Regions from separate parts of the Rattus norvegicus genome. Here region 2 is linked to region 1. Evidence: chromatin contacts called from public Hi-C data. All regions are on one chromosome and are shown on one strand. The core of a region is the stretch at or near the end of the contact, and the rest is flanking DNA. Distances in the headings are between cores, read along the strand shown.

Evidence for each region. Hi-C and Micro-C count contacts between places; a contact is called where the count stands out from the background.
Region 2: a contact with region 1 is called in a Hi-C map of liver, with 2.6 times the contacts expected there. The contact joins two enhancer-like sites. A contact is called at or near these places in 3 of 12 Hi-C or Micro-C datasets (liver and psoas muscle).

What each region holds. Positions count from the first base shown.
Region 1 is chr1:138,912,147-138,916,790 of GRCr8, forward strand. All of the region lies in intron 8 of Akap13 (A-kinase anchoring protein 13), which reads left to right. Among named protein-coding and RNA genes, the nearest start is that of Fam24al1, 150 kb to the right of the region's middle. Within about 2 kb of position 2,030, at least 21 of the 93 cell types and tissues checked have an H3K27ac peak or open chromatin away from gene starts, as enhancers often do. A contact at or near this core is called in liver, where this site is marked.
Region 2 is chr1:138,988,607-138,993,250 of GRCr8, forward strand. Akap13 (A-kinase anchoring protein 13) reads left to right here. Exons shown (of 38, transcript NM_001106271.3): 19 at 3,504-3,571. Among named protein-coding and RNA genes, the nearest start is that of Fam24al1, 74 kb to the right of the region's middle. Within about 2 kb of position 1,880, at least 39 of the 93 cell types and tissues checked have an H3K27ac peak or open chromatin away from gene starts, as enhancers often do. A contact at or near this core is called in liver, where this site is marked.

The DNA of each region.
Region 1 (4,644 bases), core at 780-3,279:
AAATACTTGGCATACATTAATCCATATATTTCTCACAGCTTCTTTTATAGCTGGCTTTATTAGTTTTATTCCCATTTTATAGATGAGAAGCCATAATTTACTCAAGGTAATCTGGCTTTAGCATTCAGCGTGTCCCATTCTAGCCTAACAGACTAGCTGAGTTGCTGGGTCATTCCTGTGTTTCCTCTGGCGTGTTAGGAGTGCCTGGATGTATTTCAGTTGATGGTCATTATCCACTCTTTAGCTAGTTGATTGATTTTTTTTTTTAAGACAAGGACTCATATAGCCCAAACTGAGCTCAGATTTTTTATGCAGCTTATGCTGGCCTTAAACTTGTGGTCCCTTGTGTCACTACCTACCTGTGCTGAGCGTTAGGTAGGTCCCACCACACCTGGCTTCCCCTTTTAGTATGTGTTTGTTTAGCAACCTCCCATGTACAGTCGGAAGGTTCATTATGACATTAAGTTTTGTTACCTCTTGAACATTTTCCAGAACATAGAAGTGTACCTGTTTTGATTGGATACAATTATGGAAATAGTTACATCATGTTCCTCATCTTTTTCTTCCCTCCAGCCTCTTCCAAACCCCTTCCCCCAAATCATGGCCTCAAATAAAACCTGCAGAGTCAGTTTAGGGTTGCTTGTATTTCAGGGTTAAGCATACATACGCTTAAGTTGGCGTTGGATAACTATTTATTTAGGGGGCCCTGTCTAAACAGTTGTTACTCGCCAGTGAATTTCCATCTAAGATTGGAGCCCCATGTGATTTCTCCTGTCCACCTTAGCATGTCACTTGGTGTTTTCATTGTTGTGGTGTTGTCTAGGCAACGTGTTGTTGATATTTTATGGGTGCAACCCTCCTATCACAAGACATACTCAGCAGACTTCCTGGTCCTCAGGCTTACAGTCTTTCTGCCACAATGTTCCCTGAGTCCTGGGTGTGCAGTTGCCTTGTAGATGTTTCCATTTAAGTTAGGCACCTCTGTTAGTTAGGGTTTCTATTGCTGCAGCAAAGCACCACGTCCAAACAGCAAATTAGGGTGAAAAGAGTTTATTTATATGGCTTACAAGTCTTTATTGCTGTTCATTTTTGAAGGAAGCCAGGACAGGAACTCAAACAAGGCAGGATCTTGGAGGTGGAGCCCATGCAGAGGCCATGAAGTGGTGTTGCTAACTGGCTTGCTCAGCCTGCGTTCTTATAGAACCCACAATAGCCTGGGCCTGCCCCCCTTGATCACTAATTGAGAAAATGTCTTACAGCTGGATCTCATGGAAACATTTCCTCAACTGACGCTCCTTCCTCCTGCTGACTCTAGCTTGTGTCAGGTTGACACAAAAACAGCCAGTACAGCACCACACACCAGTAAATTATTCTCAGAATATTGACAATTGTAGCTTTCTGTAATGGTCTTTGTCTGTGGGGGGTTGGGGTCCTCTGATGGCCAGTGAGAGCTACAGTTATCTGAGGGGAATCCAAGTGAGTATTTACAATGCAGTTGGGACTGTATTGACTTTAGGAAAATGACAGTAGTAGGTTCCCCTCCAAGATCTGTGACCTCACTAGTCCTGGATAGTCAACTAGATTTACAGTACAGGCGTGCTTTCTTTCCTTCTTATTGAGCTGCCTTTAAGTCCAGTTAAACAGCTGGTGGCTTCGCTGAAGGTGCCTTGCTGGCCTTTGTTTGTTGTGAATCATAAATGTCACAGCTGGGCAAGGCTGTCGGTTGCTTTCCTCCCTTGGCCCCTTTGAAAGTATCTCCCAGGATTATGAACGCTGGTCTGCAGGGAGGAGATGGTTGGATCATTTCCAGCGTGAGAATCAGTTTTTGTTTGGGGGACGCATAAATGCTGAATAAACCTGACAGCAAAGTCGTACAGTGTAATTTTGTTGTCGTTTCTCCCATAGAGGACTTTTCTGTTTGCTCTGTGCCTTGAACCTTGATAAAAAGAGCACACTGTACCTCTGCACTCTGGAAAGCATGACTGTACCGTGGTGAGTTCGCTGGGAGTGATGAGGAAGGTCCTCCATGGGAAGCTGAGTCATTTCTTGGCTTCTCTTACGGAATGACTATACCAGAGTTACTTCTTCTTGCTGTGAAGAGAAAAATCAAAGGAACAAGTCATTTCCTTAAGTAATACACACTGATTTTGTATTGGGATTCAGTTTTTCCTAAACTTAGGTAATTTAGAAGTTTTTATTTTGGGGGAAGGGTTAACTGTCCAGGACTTACCTTTCAAACTTAAACTTTTCATTTGTTTATGCTAGCACAGACGTACGTACGTGTGTGTGTGTGTGTGTGTGTGTATGTGTGTGTGTGTGTGTGTATGTGTGTGTGTGTGTGTGTCTGTTAGTTAAAGTCAGGATAAAACTGAAAACACCTGCACATGCACGTGTGTGCCCACAAGCTCTGCACAGTCTCTTTTTCCACCTCCCATTTCCCCATACAGGGTCATGAGGATTACAGATACTTGCACTCCATGACTAGCTTTTATGTGAATTCTAGGGCTCCAAACTCAGGTTGGCCAGCTTGTGAGGCATGTGCTTTTACCTTCGGAGTCAGAGTCATCTTTCAAGCCCCGGCCCTGACAATTTTTTCTCCCATTGTTTAATAACTGAATTTGGGCAGCTCTTAAGGGAATATAGTAGTGAACAAAGATCTCTGGCCTATGTGCCTTAAAGTGCGTTGGGCACTATAGGGAAAAATTAAATGCTGTTGCTTTTAAAGTGCTCATCTTCTACTTAGTGGTAGATCGAGCAGGCAGTACCCATGATTATAGGGGAAGCCACCATAGAGTCAATGCCATAGTACTTCAAAGAAGAGCTGTAGGAATGACTGACTATGGACAAAGAAAGCTGAGTTCGTAGATTTGGTAAAGGCATACAAGAAAGAAGGGAGGATCCTAGAAGTTAAAATGAGCTGGGGAATTAAAGTAGAGTGAACTGCATCATAATCTTGGAACTTGAAGACACCAGCCTTTTATACACTTACCTTGCAGAATAGTGGAAAGCAAGATGCAGTGAAGAATGTGGACAGTGAAGCTTGTGGTACACACAGAGAGACAGAGGACTGTTGTGGAATGCATAGGCAAGGACTACTGAAAGTGTGGAGAATACATGCTCCTTTACTATTAATACCGTAGAGGGGAAATGGAGTGGGAATGAATGTATTGCTTGTGCTTGTTTTGTTGAAATAAAAGTTGATAATTACTAAAGCCAGATGTCTTCATCTGAGAAGAAATTCTTGTCACCATTACCACTGAGAGGGATGGGGGTAAGAGGTAGAAAGAGTAGGTTTTTCTTTGTTTTGGCCAGTGCTAGACTGTCTTGTGTGATGCCCTCATGATCAGGCCTCAAAGGAACACTGCTGGGGAATTAAAAGGCAGCAGTAAATATAGTTTGTAATGATCTGAAGATACAGACTTTAGCATCTGATTTCAGATGAGGTTTATAACCAAAGACATTGCTAAACGGCGTAAATAGTGTCTCACTTCCCCATCTAAAGAGTTAGACTAGATAGGGAGCAGCAGTAAAACTAGAAATTTTACTAATTGTCCTATATTTTAAAAACCTATTACTCAAGGCTCGGTTGACTTTTAGCCAACAGATAGTACTCTCTCAAGACTGCTTAATCAAGGGCAATATGATGGGTTAGCCTGGGGAAAGTGCTTCCTCCCAAGTCTGATGACCTGAGTTCATTTCCTTGGACCCCATGATAAAAGTCCCTGCAAGTTGTTGTCCAACCTACATAAGTGTGCACACATGTACACCAGAAACAAAGTAATAAGATATGTTTAACTAGAACTTACCGGCGGTTTGGTATTCCATACAGGGAGTTTTTAGTGATGGGTCTGAGTTCCATTGCTCTCCTTGCTCTTACAGATAAAACAGAATCAAGAAAGAACTGTTATGTATTAGGGACTGAATCTAGGTTTAAAATACTTGCTGTGGCCAAATGGTAAGTTAAAATACATAAAAGAATTTGGCAAGGAAGGATACATAGGGAATTTTACAGTAAAATCACAAAATCATGGTGCAGGAGAGACCTACTTAAGAAATAAGTCAAAATGAAAAATTAGCTAATTCTTTAATAAGCCTATCTTCTAGTGTTGTGGTGTCTACACTAAAGCCAGTCACCACAGTCTCTACCATTCTGGTGGATTCTGTTTTGAACTTCCACATCATAAGAAGCTTAATATATAAATCAGGGCAGAGTATGCCCATTTGCGTGAGGGACACTTGTAGAAATCATGGCCCAGAAAAGATGCTTTGAGAAACCTGGTGATCTTGAGATATTTAAAATGCTGCTGTAAGAGACAGCTGTGTGTTAGAGGCAAGCATCTGGGATGAGAATACTCGGGTCCTCTCTTTGCAGAACCTGTGCAAGGCAGTCATCAGCATTGACTCCTGGTGGTCTGTATGCCAAGTGCTTTCATCCAGATGTTTTTAAAGGTATTTCCATAATAAGAAACTTAGACCTGAAATGTGTTAAAATGTTGATATATCTGTTTAAACCAGTGAAATAAAATGAATCAAATCATTGCCATTTTTATTCTAAAAATGAATGAGTCCTTGTCATTTGACATTTATTTAGCATCAGTTATAAGAAACTTATGTTGAGAAAAGAACTCTTTAAATTTTAACTTA
Region 2 (4,644 bases), core at 630-3,129, 76 kb after region 1:
AAAAATTTCAGCTAGGTTGTGGATTTAAAGACTGTGAAAGTTCTATTGAAAGCACATTCAAGATGTTATTTCTACTTTTGTGTCTCATGAAGTAGAATTGTTCTTAGATCTCAAACAGTGTCCCTAGAACATGAGACCTGCCAATGTCTGTTTAAAAGTAACAGTGCCCCTCCCCCTAAGAAGCAGCACTACTAAACCTTCTGAGGGTTGTTGAATCTAGGAGGAAAGGAACAGAAGAGGCCCAGCTTGGAAGTGGTTTTGGTCAGGACTGTTTTAGTTTGTCACATTTACAGGTCAGAATTAGTGTCAAGTTCTCAAACCCATATCCTCTCATTGCCTGCCCATCAACGTCCCGGATATGACCATCAGAGTTAAATAAAAGAAAGGATACATTTTGTAACTGTGATACTGAAATTAGTATTTCAGTATAATGTATCACAAATGTGGTAAATTACTATTTTCAAAGGATAAGGGAATCTCAGGAGCTTCTGGGAATAATAAAGTTTGATAGTTTTTTATGTAAAAGCTATTAATACAGATACTATACATAGACAATGTAATAGCAGTAGGAACTTGTTGGACCCCAACTTAAAATGTAAAAATATAGTTCAATGATAGAGTGCTTGCCTAGACTGTATGAGGCTCTGTATTTGATCTCTGTCACCACAGGAAAGAAAGGAAGGAAGGAAAGGTGTGTAATGTTTTGATAGAGTGCTTCATCTGTCATTTTTAAAGAAATGCAGCTTCACAGTTAAAATTGAATTTGTTTCCCTATGTCAGTCTTCCTTCTTCCCTTCAAATAAGCATTTGGCTTATAATTCCCTCATATGAACAAAGTTTAGTTGTTTTGCATCTTACTTTGCAATTTGCTTTATTCTCCCCAATGTTCTATTGTAGAGAATTGAAATACTGAACACATAGATATAGATACTGGCATTTAGCTCCTCTGTGGTACTTTCTTACACACATCAAGCTGTTCTGCTTCTTAGGATATGGGATTATTTCCACTTTGTCTCAGACAGTGCCACAAGGGCATCCTTGGGTCCTTGTGTATGGCACTAGACTCAGTGGTAATTCATAAAGCTGGCATACACTGAGCCTCATTAGATGTTGTTAAACAACTTTCCAAAGTAATTGTGTTGATTTTAGGGGATGAGTTTCTTTGTTGCCATATCTTCACAGTACTTAAAATGAGGAATGCGGTTCTTTTTGGTTTTTTAGATATGGAAACCAAAGCTTGAGGAGAAGGAACTTATTCTGGGCTCATGGTGGTAATCAGAATTAGACCTAAATTAAGTTTGGTTTGCCTGCTGTGTGTTCTGTTTTCTTTTACTTGTTAGTAAGTTGATGCAGTAACTTTCAGATGTAGTCACGAAGGTTATGTCAGGGCATTTGGCTCAGACAGTGGGCTGTGGGTCTACACATACATAGACATTTGAATAGATAATCATGACCCACGCACTGCACTAGAGAGTACAAGATCCTCAGAACAGGAGGAAAACCTCAGAAAATCCCAGTGCTGACTGACTGCTAGTGGTCAGGAAGAGACCTGGGAAGCAAGCAGACATTACAGTAACAACTACTGCAGAAATGGGGAAGGCCTTCAGGATCCAGATATCTGGCAGGCCCCTTACAGCAGCAAGTTCCTCTTATGTGCAGTCCATACATGGGTCCGAGCCTCCAAGTCCAGGAACATCTTGACCTTGTGGGCTAGAACAAGGCCTGTGGTCCTCCCTGCAGCAGCGGTACCTAGTGCAGTGCTGTCTGATTTCCTGAGTGAGCCTTTCCCAGGAGACACACGCCTCACAGCTGTCCCCAAAGACAGAGCTCTTGCTTGTTTGTGCTTTGCCTCTGGCCTCTTGGCACAACCTGTTTTTATGACTTCATTGCAGCAGGAAGAGCTGATGACCTTTCTGGGGCACAGAGAGCGTGGTTTTGACATCATCGGCCCTTGGAGGCCACGGGAATGGAAAATTAAAAATACTCTGAGATAAAATGTGTCATTGGTAAATTTGAATCTGGTTTGTCTCAGGAAATCTCCCACATTCTCCCGAGTCAGGACTCCCAGGGGTGGTTTGAGAGAGTCGTAGTTAGTTATCTTTCTCACATGGCTTCTCACTCAGAGAGTTGGGTACAAAAGCTCAGAATATTTGAGACCTCGAGAAAGGCATGAGCTGGTAAATCTTTAGGTCCTTGTCCTGAAATTTTAACAACTCCTTTTAGTAGCTTGATAAGTTTTCTTATAATTTAAACATTTTTCATTATTTCTTTTATCTTTTGAGATAAAAGAAATGTGATGTCCTTCTTCACTTTCCAAACTCCTAACTCTTTGACATACCCTTCCTTTTTCAAATTCATGGCCTCTTTTCTTAATAATTGTTCTTAAAGATGTACTCACATGCATCGTGCATGCTTGTAAACATATAGGTACAGCCTGCTCAGTAATGTTACTTGTATGTATGCTTTCATGTTTGACCATTTGGTATTGGTTAACCAGGCAATATGCTCTTCCTTAGATCTCAGCATTCCTTAGTTACCTATAGCTCTTTTTTTGTAGAGTTGAACCCCTCTACATAAAATACATATTATTTTGTGTAGCTTATTTATTATTGTTGTCCTTTTTCAACTCATGTTGGTGAGATTTTTTTGAGTATATCTTCTGACATCCTAGGAGATACAATCTCATGACAAATTCCCTGATCTTCAGACTATTAGAATCTTTTCACCCCATCTTGGGCAGTGTTCCTTTGCCTTAGGTATGGGAGTTGTTTTGTAAATGTATCCATTGGAACTGAGCTCCACAACTCTGCATTTTGATTGGTTATAGTTTTCTGTAATGACCTCTGTCTCTTCCTCGATGAGGGTTAAGGACTGCACTAACCTAAAAGTGTAAAGGCAAATATTTAGAACATAGGGATTTTGCTAGTATAGCTAAGTGGTGGTTGTAGATTCTCCCCCAAGATCCGTGACTTCAAGAGCTGTAATTGGCTAGGTTTGCATCTTGGTGACTCCACATAGTGAACTGTTGGTTACTCCTACTGTCTGATTATCACACCATGCTGGGCACTGTGGTTCGTAGGCACCATAGCTTGGTAGGACTGTGGATGCTTTCTTCCTTTGTTTACATGGTTTTTTCTGATACCTCCTCCTGAGAGAGGAGAATTACAGGTTAGTTCAGCTCAAAGTTTTCTGGGCCCTGTAGACATATCTTGATTGAAGACATTTAAATTTTAGTTTTGATAGCCTCTCAGGTTTCCTGTCTAATAAATTCCTGACTTTTGATTAATCACAAATACATCTGCTTTCTAGTCAAGAACTATAAAATGTACTGTTGGTGTACTGTTTTGAGGTTTGGTTGGGGTTTTTTTTCCATATGTGTGTCTGTGTGTGTGTCATGTGTGGGTGTGGGTGTCAGTCTGTCACCTCCTTGTAGCAGTAGTGAGTATCAGAGTCCAGGGTCTATTAGTTTTCTTGTTGTGACCTTCCCTCTGCTTCCTTTCCAGGTTGTGGTGCTTTTGTCCACAAAGGCTGCAGAGAAAATTTAGCCTCCTGTGCAAAGGTCAAAATGAAGGTAAGATATTTCTAGCTATTAGAATACTCAAAATGCAGTGGTTTAAAAATACCAAAATCGGGGTTGGGGATTTAGCTCAGTGGTAGAGCGCTTGCCTAGCAAGTGCAAGGCCCTGGGTTCGGTCCCCAGCTCCGAAAAAAAGAAAAAAAAACAAAAAAAAAAAACAAAATCAGTCGGCCCTGGTGATGCACTCTTTTAGTTGCAGCACTTGGGAGGCAGAGGCAGGCGGGTGTCTGCAAGGTCAGCCTGGCTACAGAGTGAGTTCCAGGACAGCCAGGCCTACCCAGATAAACCCTGCCTCAAGAAAGCAAAGCCCCCTCCCTCCCCAAAAAAGCAAAATACCCAGGTTAGAATTTAGACTGTAGTAGATTTTGTTTGTTTTAATCATTTGGTGACAGATTTGAAAACAAATTAATCTAAACATTAAAATGAACCATATTCGAGACTTTGAATAAAGAAGATACTAAACTAGAGATCCAATCTTATAATCCCAGCACTTGGGAGGCTGAGACAGGATCATTTCCTTGGTTTGATATTAGCCAATTTGTCAAAATGTTTTTTAGAACTTTCATATGTTAAACTTTTCTCTATGTTTCTGTTTAAATGATTGTCTTAACTAGCTCTGTAAGTGGATTGTGCTACTGGAATCTCTGGCTTCCCCATCTAGAAGCATGAGGACAACGGGTGGGAATCAGAGGCTTCTGATATGTGACAGGAGCGTGAGGGGTCTACTCCATGTAGAACCAAGCTCCCTGGTCTTTCCTCCAAAGGTCCAAAATAGATAGAGACGATAGATGCAAGAATGGGAGGTACCAGCATTGAGCCGTGTGAACGTGAAAGCAAGCCTTTGGGTACCCTGTGTGCCTGTCGGTGTTGTCAACCATACATAAACTGTGTTTCTTCTCAGAACTTCCGGTGTGTCTACACGGATGCCCATCAGTAACCACATTACTTAGTGCAGTGCTGTCAGTCTTGAGTGTTTATCTTAATCCTTCTCAAGATCTTACTCAAAGAAATGTGCTGCTATAACTCCTCCCCAAAAAGGATTTCCAATTCTGGAGTGGACTGAGAAG